2 separate regions of the Zea mays genome follow, and region 1 is linked to region 2. The links are chromatin contacts, called in public Hi-C maps. All regions are on one chromosome and are shown on one strand. Each heading gives the region's core, a stretch centred on a gene start, on an enhancer-like site or on the middle of the called end of the contact. The rest is flanking DNA. Distances are from core to core; before and after follow the strand shown. Region 1 holds the start of LOC118476096 (exocyst complex component EXO70I). Region 2 holds the start of LOC103642400 (auxin response factor 21).

Region 1 (7,397 bases), core at 2,846-5,345, 210 kb before region 2:
ACTGTGTATGGATCCCATGTAGCTAAGGCCAGTGAGTGTTACGATGCTTTGTCAGTTGATGTTATGTCAGTCTTTTCATTGTTAATTCTGAAAGTAGATTTTATGCCGATGAACCTTTATAAAAAGTCTCCTTATCTCTCCTTTTATAATAAACTGCCAAATCAACAAATCTATTGATGTATCACAATATTACAAATTATGAAATCTACTAACGTGTCATAAAATTGGATACAGATAAAACTGATGTGTCATAGTATGAAATCTACTTATATGTCATAATATTAGATACACAATCAATAGTTAGCTGGCTAACGTGTTACCTACTATTCAGCTTTTAGCGGATAGTTATTAGCTACCATCTCTACCATAAATTATATTATTCTAACTTTTTTAGAAAGTCAAAATATCTCAAATTCAATCAAATTTATATAATAAAATAATATTGTTTATGATAATAAAATAATATTCTAACTTTTTATGATAATTTTAGATTATCATTTTTCATTAATTATATTTTTATGTTATACCTAATTAGAGTAACTCCAAGAGTCGCTTTTATATTCTTCCTATTCTATATGAATAGAGTTTTTTTGTAAAAAAACTTAAAATAGCTTATCTAAATAGCTATCTAAATATAGACACCTTCTATTCCGGATTTCTCGCTAGCTATATATAGAAAATATGAATGACTCTCCAGATATAAAAAGACTATTGGAGATTGAAAATATATAAAAAGTGATTTTTATGCAAACGGTGCTCCAAATGATAATTTAGAGAGTGAAAATTAGGTCCCAATTGGTAAGACTCTTCCTCTGCCAGTTTCAGCCCTCTCTTGATTCTCTAAGAAAACAACTCCCTCTTTATTTTTAGAAATAGCTCTAGAAAAAAACAACATATTTGATTGGAAATATAGCTTTTCTTGTAGCTTTCATCGTCGACGAAGAGAAAAATATGGGAGATGAGTCGGTAGAAGCTCATTTTTTTTGTCTCCTGGCTGCTGTTTTTTTAGGAGCTCCTCCCTCTTTTTTAGTAAGAGCTTATTAGAGAGCCTCCTTTTGGTAGAAGACTCTTTCTCTTTGTCATTTTTTAATTATCTCTATAGTTGGGTGGATCCATACAAATTTAGCCCCTAGTTTAACTTCGGCCAACAATAAATATAATAGTAATACAAATTTCAGAAATATATTTCCAACCTTTTAAATTTATCTAGTTTCAAGTACATACTGCGATAAAATAGATTTTGATAGATCCAATTGGCTTTGAAGATTTAACACAACGTTTTTTGCAATAACAGAACTGAAGCATGCATTTCGCTATTTTTAGACGCCGAAGAAGCCCTCCAGATTGCCGCTGCTCCTGGACTCCCGCCGGCTCCTCGCCCGGCCGACGCTGCCGGCGGTTCCATCGCTCATTTCGTCGAACACGCGCCCAACCATTCCCTCGATGATGTCCAGCGGCAGCAGTTGTTTCCGGCAGCCAGCCAGGGCCTTGTCGTTTGCCTTCAAGAACCCGGCGTACGCGCCGCGCACCGCCTTGGCCGCCGCGATCTTGATCTGTCCCCGGAGGTCGCCGTCCGGTATCTTGTACTCGGCCCCGTGCCGCCTCACCCGCTCCTCGAGCTTGCCAGCGAACGCCGCCGCCTTCTCCTGCGCATCGTCCGGCGGCCAGGTCTTCGGCGCCCCGGAGCTGCTGCCGCTGATGAGCCGGACCAGCGGGGTCCACACCGCGTCCTGGTACTCCCACGCCGCCTCCTCGGCCGCCGCCTTGTACCGGCGCCGCATGGTGTCCTCGCCCACCAGCTTCGCCAGCTCCGTGCCCCGGGCGCGCATGTAGATGTACCAGTACGCGTTCATGGCCATGACGTGCGACGCCACCGTGTCCGGGCATACCCGGCGCGCCGCCTCGACGTGCCGGTGCAGCGCCTCCAGCACGCTCGCCGCCGCCTCGGCGAGCGGGGCGCGGTCGCCGCCTTCGCCCGCGTCCTCCTCGTCGCCGCGCTCTAGATCCGCGCGCAGCGCGGTGTCCATGAGCGCGCGGTAGTCGTCGGACGCTAGGCACTTGAGGTAGTTCACGGCGTACCGCACGACCTTGGGCACGTGCCCGGCGTCGGCACCGGCGCCGGTGACGTAAAGCGTCTCGATGCGGAGACCGAACTCGAAGAACACGCCGGCCGCGGTGCGCCCCAGCGCGCGCTCCACCTCGCGCGTGCGCTCGCGGATGGCGACCAGCGTGGCCGACCCGCTGGAGAAGAGCTCGTCCAGGCGCTCCCGCTCCCGGACCACCGCGTCGAGCATGTCGAGCAGCTTGAACAGCCTCTGCGGCTCGCGCGCCGCGGCGGCCACGCCGTCCGCGAAGCGGAAGAACGCCGCGACGATGCGGGCGGCGATCTTCGCAAAGCACTCGGGCCAGACCGCCGGCGGCAGGGGCTCGAGCACGCGCTCGCAGAGCCGGCTCTCCGCGGCGAGCACGGAGGCGATAGCCACGTGGAAATGCGGGCTCCATAGCGCCATGGCCGACTCCAGCGACTCCCACTCCATTGCGTCGATCTCCTCCGGCGTGTACGACTTGAGGTACGCCGGGTTGAGCCGCATCATCGCCTTGGCTGCTCTCCTGTACCTCGTCTGAGTGACGTCACCCCACAGTTATTTCGGTTACTCACATCGCAACTGTCTGTCACGACAAGGCTAGCTGTAGTAGAGGTTAGAGAAAACGAATCACCTTGACGTAGATGTCAAGGCAGATGTCCAAACAGTCGTTGGCGGCGAGCGTTTTGGCCATCCTTGCGGCGGCCTCCACTTCGTCGTCAGTGCCCAGCTCGTGCCCGGCCGTGTCATCCTCGGCGCCGGCGACGTCGTCGTCCACGGGCGCCGGGTGCTTCAGCCTGAGGAGCAGCGCCTCGAAGAGCTCCTGGAGGCCGAGGAGAGCATCGTCCAGCGGGCCCTCGAAGCGCATCTCCTCGGCTTCCGTCTCGTACACCGCGCGCAGCGCCGCGGCGGCCTCGGTCAGCCTCCGGACGCGGCCTCGGCCGGCTGCCTTGGTCCTGCCTAGGAAGCCGACCGCCTCCTCCACCCTCCGGACGGCCTCTTCGCCGCGCGCCACCACCTCCTCGATGGCGTCCCGCAGCTGGTCCACGCGGTCGACGAACGCCACCGCGCTTTCGGCGTCGCCCGGGTTGGCCGGTGGCGCGGCGTCCTCGGCGAGCGCGGACACGCGGCGGAACTCCGCGAGGAGGGGATCGGCCGGCGCGACGGCGCGGTCGATGCGCGCGCTCAGCGCGCGTGCCGCCACGGCTTGGGACTGGAGGTGGTGGGAGGACGACGGCGAGGCGCTGGACAGGAGCTCATCAAGGCGGTCACCGATGGCGTCGATTTCGACCTCAGCCTCAGCCGCGGCGGAAAGCACCGAGACGATGGCGGCTCGCGAAGCATGAAGCTTCGCAAGAACAATAGTGGTGTCGGTGCCGGCATCGGCATCTTTGGTCGCCGGCGTTGACGCGTCGGGGCACATGGCCGGCGGCCGGCCGGTGTTTGAGCCTGAGGTAAACACGCGTGTGACGATGCCTCTCTCACGACTGTCGCGCGCCTGCCTTGTGTAGCCACTGCATGTCTCTCTCACCATTGGTTGCGACGAAGCTTTGTAAAAGCAAAAATCTTGGAGCTTAGCGGCCACTTAGGACAAATGCCCATCTTTGGAGATTGCACCGCGTTGTTGCAGAGTACTAGTAGTAATTTGGAGATGTACAACTGTGGTTCGATACACAAGGTTCTGGAATTTTGCAGCAAATAGCTGGCACGAAAATAATGCAACCAAAGCAAATTTGGTCTGATTTACTTGACAGCCAGGACTTCTTGTATTATAGAGTAACAGTAACATGTGTCTTAGTAGTCAAACAATACCTCTCCATGAAATGCTTCAACGTCTACAATACCTTTTTTGTTAACCACTCCATGAAATATGTCCTGCTAGTGCATCTTTTCAAACTTGTAGATGCTGGCACATATTTTTCTAAAACTTGACTAACTCTTGATAAGTTTGACTTAGTACAAAACATAACTGAACTATAATTGGAACACTGAGGGTGTAGCATACACAAATGCTAATATAGTTCTCGTATGAGAAATTAGAACAAAGTCTATTTGCACATTTCCCACAACAACACTCGTTTTTGGACCAGTAGATGTATAATATTGTGTAACATTGAGACTCATTAAGAACCGGATAAATGCCCCACACATACAAAACATGCAACATTCAGTGACAAAAGGTTCATGAATAGTCCTTGTTTTTCATTAGTAGACAAATTTCGCAACAACGATGCCTGGGGCCAATGCATACCCAGTCCAGGTTGAGTCTGCTCAGAGTTGCTAGTAGTTAGATAATCCCAGGTCAGCGAAGGCCAATTGGCTAGTGCTGCTAATCAAGGGTGCAACCAGCACAAGATGGCCTTCTTCTCTCCTAAATGGTTGGCATGTGTGCGACTTTTTAAGAAGAAAAAAATGTTGAAAATCCGACACAGCGCAACAAATTTATTCTGTGACAATGCAAGAGCCCGACTTCTTCAAGCTCCTGCTACGCATGGAGCCGTGAACTCAAAAGAAGGTCCTTCCATGCCTCGTAAAACATCCAGGTGACACCGGACGTTGGCATGACCTTCAGGGAGCTCGCCGCCCATCCTCGGAAAAGCCCCTTGGCACCCTCCTCTTGGATCACCTCGGCTAACGCCGCGATCATGTGGGGTGGGCACTTCCCTTGCAGGGATCCTACCATAAGGCGCTTCCTTGCCACTTCAAGAGGGAAGCTGATCGTGCTTGCAGTTAGACCTAGAAGGTTCAAATTCAAACAACTGTGAGACAGGACAGCCGACGTGGAATATAACACACTTCCTAGTCTGTTTCAAGAAGTTTGGTGAATTGCATATTGGCTAACAAATTGAAACGAAGTAACACTTTACGTGCAACTGAATCTAACCTGAAAGAGCCCCGATAACCAGCAGCTCAGGACGGCTCAAAGATTTCTTTTTGTGCGCACGGCAGTAGTTAGTCTTGATGGTCTCGTACATGAAATAGTAGCATGTGCTATATGGAAGCATGCCAACCAACGTTGGGCAGAGGCCAGCATAAAGACCACCAATGCCATCAGTTCGGTAGATCTTGCTGAAGGCAATGGCAATACTAGGATAAGCCTCACGGTTGACAGTCATGCGATCCTGCGACACGAAGAACAGCAAAAAGTAATCGATTAACTAAATAAGAGGCCTCACAAATTTCTGTGAAGTTTGCTGGTTTGCCATTTATTTGGAATAGGCAATAGAAGTCAGAAATATAAACCAGACCCCAAAAAGAAAGTAAGGAAAATGAACCTAACATTCCATGAATAGTGCCCACAGATATTCAAGATGCGGATTTAGCTCTGAAGTACCTTAAGAACCTCAAGAGGATGACACACCAAAGTGCTAGCTATTCCAGCTGCCGCACCTCCAATCGCAATCGGCGATAGTAAGTGAAATGGCAACTGAATTTTCAAATCGCCGAGTTGTATCTTTGGGCATCCTTCCTCTTTCCATTTCTCTTGTGCCGAGGCCATACTCCTTTTGACACATTCAAATGTCCCGAGCTCAATTGCTTGAGTTGGGATAATCCGGAGCATATTTATTGTATTACCTGCCCAGAGTCCTTGCCAGCCATTATGTTCAACAATCTCCACAAAGCTACCAAAAATATGTTTTGATCCTACCCCTACAACCATTCTTGTCCTGAAATTGATCAAAGCATATCAGATTACTTGTAGATACTCTTTTATAAGTAGAAAGAGCACTTTTGATATTTATCTGAATCAATGGCAACATACAGCAAAATAATTGTATATTATTTAGCTAAGTGTGCTTGGTGTAGTAAATTACTGCAGTTAGAATAGCAAGTGGGTATCACTTCATTGAAAGATATATATTAGTACCATCATAATATAATCGGCAGAGTTAAAAGAAGATCAGAACCCTCCTCTGTAGTTTCTTTAGTTCCTCCTGTTGTTTTTGTTCCTTCCTCTGGAGTGTCTCTCTTTCTTTCTTTGCCTCCTGATACTCGGTGCTATGAGGTCTGGGACCTCATTGTTTTTGTTGTTGGTTCAAACTCGATTTCTCTCTTTTCTTTTGTCAATAAATTTCAGTAGGGGCTTTGCCAGATCATTAAAAATTGTAAACAAACTCATTTCCTAGTGTGGGCGACGAACTTTATCATGCAGACCCAGTGCCAGAGGTTCCCACATGAGTGTCGTGTGGGGGAAAGGATAAACCAAGACAACCCTCCCCTTGCAAATACGGAGAAGCTACTTCAAATCCGTGACCTAGTAACTTAGTGAGACAGCTCTCACAACTGCACCGGGCTTGCCCTTCTAGGAACTTTCTCATGCATCCAAACTAATATATTTTGAAATAGCAAGACACCAAACTTAGGATTATGAATAGACAAATCTGGAGAGCAAAATATGACAACTACCTGATAGTTTCTAAGGGAGCAAGAACAGCCTTAGTCATTGCACCAGCCAATGCTCCACTCACGAATTCTGCAACTTCTCTATTCCTCAGAAAAGTCTGCATTAGATACAAGTCTTAGATCAATGTCTCATAACTCCTTCAGCAATTAGCAATATTTGAAAACTCATAAGGAACTCTATTTTCAAGAAGTTCCAACTCTGAAATAATCCTAAGCATCTGCAAGTGTTTATCGGGGTAGAAAATGCAATAGAGAAGATGGAAAAAATAAACTCACATACAATATACAGCTATCATCATTATTATTCCTTTTGATTTACAATGAAAGCAACAAAGCTAATGAACATCACTTGTCGTTTTATTAGTAAGACATAGGCACTTGTGCATTCCCAGGTAACTTGGTGAATGCTGACCAAAGCTATTATGAACCTATTACTTCATGCATTTTGTCAAAACCTAATCCAAATTGCACTATTTTCTTTCTTTAGGAAACATCCTCAGTCCGTAACTCTGACCAAGTGAACAAAACTGTGAATGACTAATGATTACACATTTACACTGCAGCTCATTGGGTTGCGGTTGCCTAGCTGGTGGCATGAAAGTTCCTAGGCAACATCACAAAAAGCTGGGAAGGTTGGATTGTAGTTGCTTATCAATATTAGTCCAACTTGGAAGTTGGAAGTGGACAGGGAAAGGAAAAACAAGGTGACTTAACTAAAAGACAGGTATACATGGTAGATGCATAAAAAGTTTAAAACAAGGAAAAATACTGAGTTCTGACTTCTGAAGGACAAAATATATTGTCTTTTTTGGAAGGAACATATCACACAAACGTGGTGGAAATAAAATTGTGGAAGCAATCAGCACCCAAAACAGCTACTTGCTTCAATGAAATTGAAAAATAGCTAAT
Region 2 (7,602 bases), core at 2,651-5,150:
GGGATACGAGGCACCTTTTGCCTATGAATAGCCCTTGCAGTCTGTTGAACCGAAATAAAATTATCATGGATGTTTCTTCCCTTCACAAAGACACTTTGATTTTTTGACACTAAACAGGGAGCCTGGTGCAAGTCTGGTGGCCAACAGCTTAGTTACATTTTTTGCAAAACTGTTTCAGACTTATTGGCCTAAAATCTTTAACTTCCAATGCCTCATTATTTTTGGCAACAAGGTCACATAAGCTGAATTAAGGAGATGCAGTTTAGAAATAACCCCTTGAAGCACTCTGTTTATAGCTGCCATAAAATCAGACTTAACAACTAGCCATGCCTTTTTATAAAATCTCCCAGCATATCCATCAGGCCCAGGGGCTTTGTCAGATGGGAGAGCTTTAATAATATTACACACCTCCTCTTCACTGAAGGTTTGATCCAGATCATGTAGATTCAAGGCCGGCCTATGGAAGGCATCTAGATTTAGAATAGAGCCCCTGTAAGGTACTGTCCCAAGAAGATGGTTATAAAAATCCCACACTGCCTCTTTTTTATCTTCCTGCTCAAACAATAATCTGTCCCAACCTGCAACTTCCCAATGAAGTTTTTTCTCTTCTTATATATGGCATGCTGGTGAATATGAGGAATTGGCGTCTCCTTCTTTCAACCAAAGTAAACCACTCCTCAGACGGGCTACAGTTCTCTCCAAGGATGCCAAAGCCAAACTATGATGTTTAATTTACGACGAAGCCATTCTTCAGAGGGGGACAAACTTCTAGAATCCCTTTCAATTTCTAGCCTGTGAAGAATCTCTTTGGCCATAAGGAGCTGCTGCTTAATATTGCCCACTTTTTTATGACTCCAGGCCTGCAATTGTCTAGACAACCTCTGCAATTTGGTAGCGAAAATCTGAAGGGGACAATTTGCTTCCACAGGCTGGGACCAAGAAAGCTCAACAACTTCCATGAAGCCCTCCAATCTGGTCCAGAAGCTCTCAAAATGGAATCTCCTCTTCCCTTGGGTGAGCTCATGCAAACCCATTAAAAGAGGGCAGTGATCAGATATTAAAGAAGCAGAGCTTTGAAGAACACAATCTGGAAAACCATCATCCCAATCTGCTGTACAGAAGACCCAATCCAGGCGTACTAAAGTAGGGTTAGCCCGTTCATTGGACCAAGTATATTTCCTTCTCAACAACGGTAACTCCTTTAATTGCAGATCATTAAGAAGCCGCCTGAACCTCCCCATCATAGCCCTGTTCAGGTTATCATTATTCTTATCATCGGCTTGATAAATAAGATTGAAATCACCTCCAATCATCCATGGGCCGTTACAAGCAGAGCAGACCATCTGAAGTTCCTGAAAGAACTGTAATTTGAGGTCATCTGAATGGGGGCCGTAAACTCCTGTGAACCACCATGCTGATCTTCCTTCTTGCTGAAATTGTGCTATAACTGAAAAATCGTCAATCCTTGTCTGAGCAACCCTGCAAACAGAGCTTTTCCAAGCTAACAGAATACCACCACATGACCCAGCCGCAGGCAGAACCAAGGAATCATCAAAATCATTACCCAATAAGGATAAAAGCATAAAGTGAGAGATGGAGGCTTTCTTCGTTTCTTGCAAACACACAATACACACTCTACAGTCTAATTTGCTATACTGACTACCAAAGAATACCATAACAGCAATAAGTTAAACATCCACAGAAAGACAAGGACTTCATTCTCCAAACTTTACCTAATAAACAGGACTGAATCACCAGCAAGGAGTCTCTTTCCACTGACAAATAGGCTCCAGCCAGTAGTCAGCAAATGCCTTTTAGGCTGGCCTGATGAAGGAGAACTTTTAACAAAATATGAAACAATGTGTTTATGAAATAGCAAGATAGGTCTATTATGAGTACAAGTTACTAATAAAATTATGAAATTAAAGAAGGTAAGTGATATTTGAATAAGAACTAGGTGAAGTTTTATTAGTTCCTTTAATGCCCACTACGAAATTTGATGCAGTTTTTTTACAGACTTGCCTCGATATATATGACGGAATGTCCAAATTGCATCGTGCAAATCCCTGGCCTGCAGTTCCTGAGCAGGAGGCTGCACTGAGAAGTCCTGCACAGTGCATCACAGACAGATTAAAACGATTAAGAAAGCCAACAATTCAGCTTTTGACCATTATAGAGTGTAAAATATTCTTACAAGATGGGGGAAAATTCGCTCTGCAGCACGCCGTGGCACAGAGAAACCTCCATGAGTGCTTGTATCACTTGCAGTCAGTGTTTTACAAAAGAACTCTGTCTGTGGTCTGGTTTGTTTCAGTGCAAGCTCTGTTGCCAGCAACGTCTCCTTGTCACAATGCGTCACCTAACAGTACCAATTCCAAATTCAAGGTGGTACAGGTACATCCTATAATACAGCTGATATAATTGATGATAGGGAAGTGTGACCTACATTGCTAACGGGCTGGAGAGTCATTCGAGCGTAAACCTCATCTGTGTCAGGATCAGCCTGTCAATTTTTGTTGATAGATACATTAATCAAAATCGTTTGCATAAAAGAGAACTAGCTCAACAGCAGTTATTTTTCATACTGTATTGAAGGAAGCATTTCTTACAAGCATAGTGACACTACGGAGTATGCATATAAGCTTAGATGAGAGATTTGGATAGCTCGGAATTTTGGCATCTGCATCCTTTCGCATAGATGCTGCTACCTGAAATTGGCATCAAGGAATGAGAATTGTTCACCATGGAATTCCGAACAACTTTCACAATTATTAGCAAATAAAGAAGGGAATTTTTAACTGTTTTATTTTTTAGCTTTTTTATAACCCAAATATAAATCTGGCACACAATACATAGGCATTTCATATGAAATTCCATTTTAGTTGGGAAAACAAGCCAAAGACAGACGCATATAACTAAGATCAGGCCCTAATTCCCCAATCGGTTTGTACGCAAAAAAAAAATACTGCTTGTCTAGCCACTAAAAAAAATCTATACTGAGCTATACATGGCAAACGAGAGCTCAACATCACAGACAATAAATATATAACTATCATGTGAGTTAAGCATCAGCCTTGGCAAAGCAAAGGATATCAAATAGAAACAAATTAAGGCCACACTCCGTTCAGCTGCAGGGAGAAAGATTGGAGCAGTTGTAGAACATCAAGCAAGGGGCACAAAATACTATGTACTCAGTCATGTCATGTCACCCAAAGAAGCTAAAATTAGTTGAAATACAACAACATTACTAACAAGAAACAACCACAAAACTGCCTCAATTGTGAGTACGAGACGCCACCGGGAAAAAATGCTCTTTTTTTTTGTCGGGAGACAAATGGAAAGCAAGCATTCGGCGGGGAAGCTCAAGAACCAGTTGGCGCCGAAAGGCGAACCAACCACGGAAGGACACGCGCGCGGCGCGCATCTCCGGAGAACACGAGGAGGCGACAAGAAAGAGACAAGACAAGGCACGCCACGCCACGGAAATTCGCAGCAAGAGAACAAATTTCAGAAATAGAAGGCGCAATCCCGCTCATCGGGAGCTTGAAGGGGGTGGAAAACGGCAGCTTTGATCAAGAATCGGCGCGAGGGAGGGAAGGGGAAGAGACCTGCTCGCTGTGTCCCTGCGGGAAGTAGACAACGAGGCTCCCCGCCGGCGGCAGCGCCACGAGCGGTCCCGCGCACGCGTACCACAGCTCCTCGTTGACCTTGGTGCCCCCGGCCCCCTCGCCTCCGGCGCCGCCCGAGCTCGTCCCCGGCGCCTCCATACTCCGCGTCTCCGCCGCCGGCGACCACCAGTCACTCAATCTGAAGAGCTAACTATCTCCGTCGCCGCCGCCGCCACCGCCGCCTCTGGCCAGGAGGCATCGCCGGGCGGCCGGCGAGGAGGGCGGGTCTGAGAAGCAGGTCGCGAGCAGAGCAGGCAAGCAGCGAAGTGCCCGAAGAGGAGAAAGAAAGCGAAGACCCGGCACTCGGCAGCGGCGGGCGGCAGAGAAAGGAGCAAGTGAGCAACAGAATAAAGAAGTCCTTTTTCCTGCGTGCGTGCCATTATAAAAGTCGGTATAATCGCCGGTGTGAGCGTATTTCTAAAGTATTTTTGGAGTTGTTTATCTAAAGGAAATCGATCGTATAAGGTTTGAGTGTGACCTTACGCTCACGATGAGGCCATCGCCCACAACCGGCATAGCTTGCCAAGCTCGGCTCGGAACCGCGCGTGCTCTCTCGCTCGCTGGAAATGGCAATAATTACAGTGTCGCTTTGCTCGTGCCACCGTACTGTTAAGCCACTAGTACGTGCTAGTTAATTTCTGGTTAGCTCATTGATTAATCAGAGCACATCTGGAATCTGGATGCAGCAGTACAGCAAGCACGAGTGGACGAGAATTTTGCAGGACTCGCACGCACGAGTGTTCAAATACTATAATACAGTATAAGTAAATTGGGTACCTCTTCTTATCACCTTTTGTAGGTTAAATCTATTGGTGCATACAGTTTAATATACTATACGTGTGAAATTTTCTCCCTTTTTTTCTTGGCTTAAGAGAAAAACACACGTACTATTCTACTTCAAAATGTCTTTATGGTGGAATATGTTAGAAAGTTAGGCATTTTTAGTTTTAATTTAATCTAGAAAATCAGTGCGATATATGTGATGACATGTATGTGCATGTGTGTATAACTACTCGCATAAGCAGTAAACAGCAATGAAACATGCACAAATACGAAGAACAGAGTGTACCCAGCGGAGGGACCGATGCTCAAGGCACCAGTGGCTCCATTCACACGAGACATCTCGTGTGTTTGTTCGATGTAGTCGTACGAAGTCGGTGCAGGAAGATATACGCAGTGCAGTCCCTCGAACGGTCGCCGGGAAGAAGAACAGCAGCACGCGTCAACTTGGGTAGGCGACGAACAGCAAGTTGTGGACGATCACGCGAGCAGTCGCGAAGACGCTCCCCAAAAATCTGATCGCCCGCACACCCGTGCAAGTGTATCTCTGCGGTCAGTGATTTCGGAGGCCTGCTCTCCCACTCTCTCTGTGCTCGCAGAAGATGGGACGGGAATGTGTTGTTTGCAATTCGCGTGACTGGAAGAGCTCTCCCTCTCCATTCTTATAGCCGGTCAGAAGAAGGGAGAAGAGCAACGGACAGAAACGGTCGCGCATTAGAACTGGAAACTGACGACAGTAACTGACGTCCGTTACTAGCCATAAGACAGGAAACGGACGGTTATTATGACGGTCATCAATCCAGGCAAAATGCGCAACCGTTTGAAAGGAATATTCGGACCAAGGTCCGATCTACCACGAGCCACGAGCCACGGCCACGGCCACGGCCACGGCCACGGCCCGGCCGGCGGCGGCGGCGGCGGCGCGCGCGCGCGTGTGGCAGTCTTTCATTCTTTTCTCAACTTCTCAATAGATGCACCAATGGTCCACCTATTTAAGTTGATTGATTTGTCCTTTGAACTTCCAATATGGTACTAAATAATTAGTACACCATAGCATTAAAGTGGGCCATTAGCATTGACTATTATTGAATATTAATTTGGGCCAAGCCCACATTAATCCAACAATCCCCACCAAATGCTAAGTCACACAAAAAAGCTCTCATCATCTCAAACGTTTGATATACTGGTGTTTCGATGGAGACTGTTAAGTTGAACATCCACCTAGAACTTAGACTACACTTGACCACAACTGCACAATGGACTAGGCCTTGAATTGGCAGTTTTGCGTGGAATGAGTTTCATCTAAACTCTTTACCAGTACTAGATTGCTGAACGCATCCCCTCTGGTTGGAGCATATAAGTCAAACTCCATAGCCTTTCATGGGTATCTAGAGACCACCCAGATCTCATAAACTGTGACTAGCAGTTAACCCATATAGGTATGTTCCTCTAAAGATGTTCTGTAGGACAACATCTTTGCTTCACAAAGCCACTTGGAACATATTAAGGTGTAAACACCAACCTACCTTACAGTAAGGAAAGATATGCATCTGAAATGAGCCTTATTAAGGGTCTTTCCTCTCAGTCTACCACTAGCTTGTTTCACCATTCTAATTCACGGGATCTCCGATCACATAGAACAGGTTACCACTATGATAAACTTTAGGTGGGTCTCATGCCCATCTCACTTGATGCACTATCTATCACACTACGTGATAGCCCCTTAGTAAATTGATCTGCCAGATTTTTAGACGTATGGACATAATCCAACGCTATTACTCCGGAGTTTCTCAATTTCCTGACAGATTTCAAACGCCTCTTTATGTGCCTTGTCGACTTCATATTATCCTTAGAACTGTTTATCTTAATTATTACAGTCTGATTATCACAGTTCATGGAGATAGCCGGCACAGGTTTTTCAACCACCGGTAAATCCATAAGGAGTTCACGAAGCCACTCAGCCTCAACTGAAGCGGTATCTAATGCTGTGAGTTCTGCTTCCATAGTCGACCTCGTTAAGATGGTCTGCTTGCAAGACTTCCATGAAACAGCACCACCTCCAAGTGAAAACACATATCCACTTGTGGCATATATCTCATCAGCATCAGATATCCAGTTTGCATCACAATAACCCTCCAACACTGTTGGGTACCCGGTATAATGGATGCCTAAACTCATAGTACCCTTTAGATAGCGCAAAACTCTCTCAAGAGCACGCCAGTGATCATCTCCCGGATTTGAAACAAATCGACTAAGTTTGCTCACAGCAAATGAGATGTCAGGCCTCGTAGCGCTAGCTAAATACATGAGTGAACCAATTATTTGGGAATATCTCAATTGATCCCTAGCTATCCTTCGATTTTTCTTTAATAGCTTACTAGGATCATAAGGCGTTGGAGCAGGTTCACATTCGCTAAAACCAAAGCGACTCAAAACCTTTTCCACATAATGGGATTGCACAAGTGTGATCCCACCAATGCCTTCTCTCAGTAGCTTAATGTTAAGAATAACATCAGCTTCTCCCAAATCTTTCATTTCAAAATTATTAGACAGAAAGTCTTTTGTCTCTTTAATCACATCAAGACTCGTCCCCAAGATTAGAATGTCATCAACATATAGGCATAAAATTACTCCCTCGCCCCCACCATACCGATAGTATACACACTTGTCTGCTTCGTTCACAACAAAACCGGCAGATGTCAAAGTTTTATCGAACTTTTCATGCCATTGCTTAGGTGCTTGTTTTAGGCCATATAAAGATTTCAATAATTTACACACCATGCCTTCTTGACCGTTTGCTACAAACCCAGCTGGCTGCTCCATGTAAATTTCCTCATCTAGCTCTCCATTTAGGAATGCTGTCTTAACATCCATTTGATGGACGAGTAGACCATGAGAGGCAGCCAAAGAAAGTAGCACACGAATTGTGGTCAATCGAGCCACAGGTGAATAAGTATCAAAGAAATCCTCACCTTCCTTCTGTGAATAGCCTTTAATTACAAGCCTCGCCTTGTACCTTTCAATAGTACCATCAGGCCTAAGTTTTTTCTTGAACACCCATTTACTTCCAATGGGCTTACACCCATAAGGACGCTCAACTACCTCCCAAGTTGCATTAGACATAATAGAATCCATCTCACTCCTTATTGCTTCC

Evidence for each region. A called contact is a pair of places that touch in the nucleus more often than the background predicts.
Region 1: a Hi-C map of ear shows a contact between it and region 2, with 4 times the contacts expected there. The contact joins the promoter of LOC118476096 here to the promoter of LOC103642400 in region 2. A contact is called at or near these places in 4 of 25 Hi-C or Micro-C datasets (ear, leaf and tassel).

The regions. Positions count from the first base shown.
Region 1 is chr1:194,939,129-194,946,525 of Zm-B73-REFERENCE-NAM-5.0, reverse strand. LOC118476096 (exocyst complex component EXO70I) reads right to left here and starts at 4,095. Exons shown (of 2, transcript XM_035964206.1): 1 at 2,719-4,095; 2 at 1,178-2,621. The coding sequence starts at 3,618. The coding sequence ends at 1,320. LOC103642440 (probable mitochondrial adenine nucleotide transporter BTL1) reads right to left here. Exons shown (of 5, transcript XM_008665715.3): 2 at 6,492-6,586; 3 at 5,419-5,752; 4 at 4,969-5,206; 5 at 4,208-4,820. The coding sequence ends at 4,570.
Region 2 is chr1:194,729,174-194,736,775 of Zm-B73-REFERENCE-NAM-5.0, reverse strand. It overlaps LOC103642400 (auxin response factor 21), which reads right to left and starts at 3,900. Exons shown (of 13, transcript NM_001365477.1): 1 at 3,609-3,900; 2 at 2,610-2,708; 3 at 2,447-2,503; 4 at 2,195-2,359; 5 at 2,023-2,107; 6 at 1,734-1,824. The coding sequence starts at 3,767.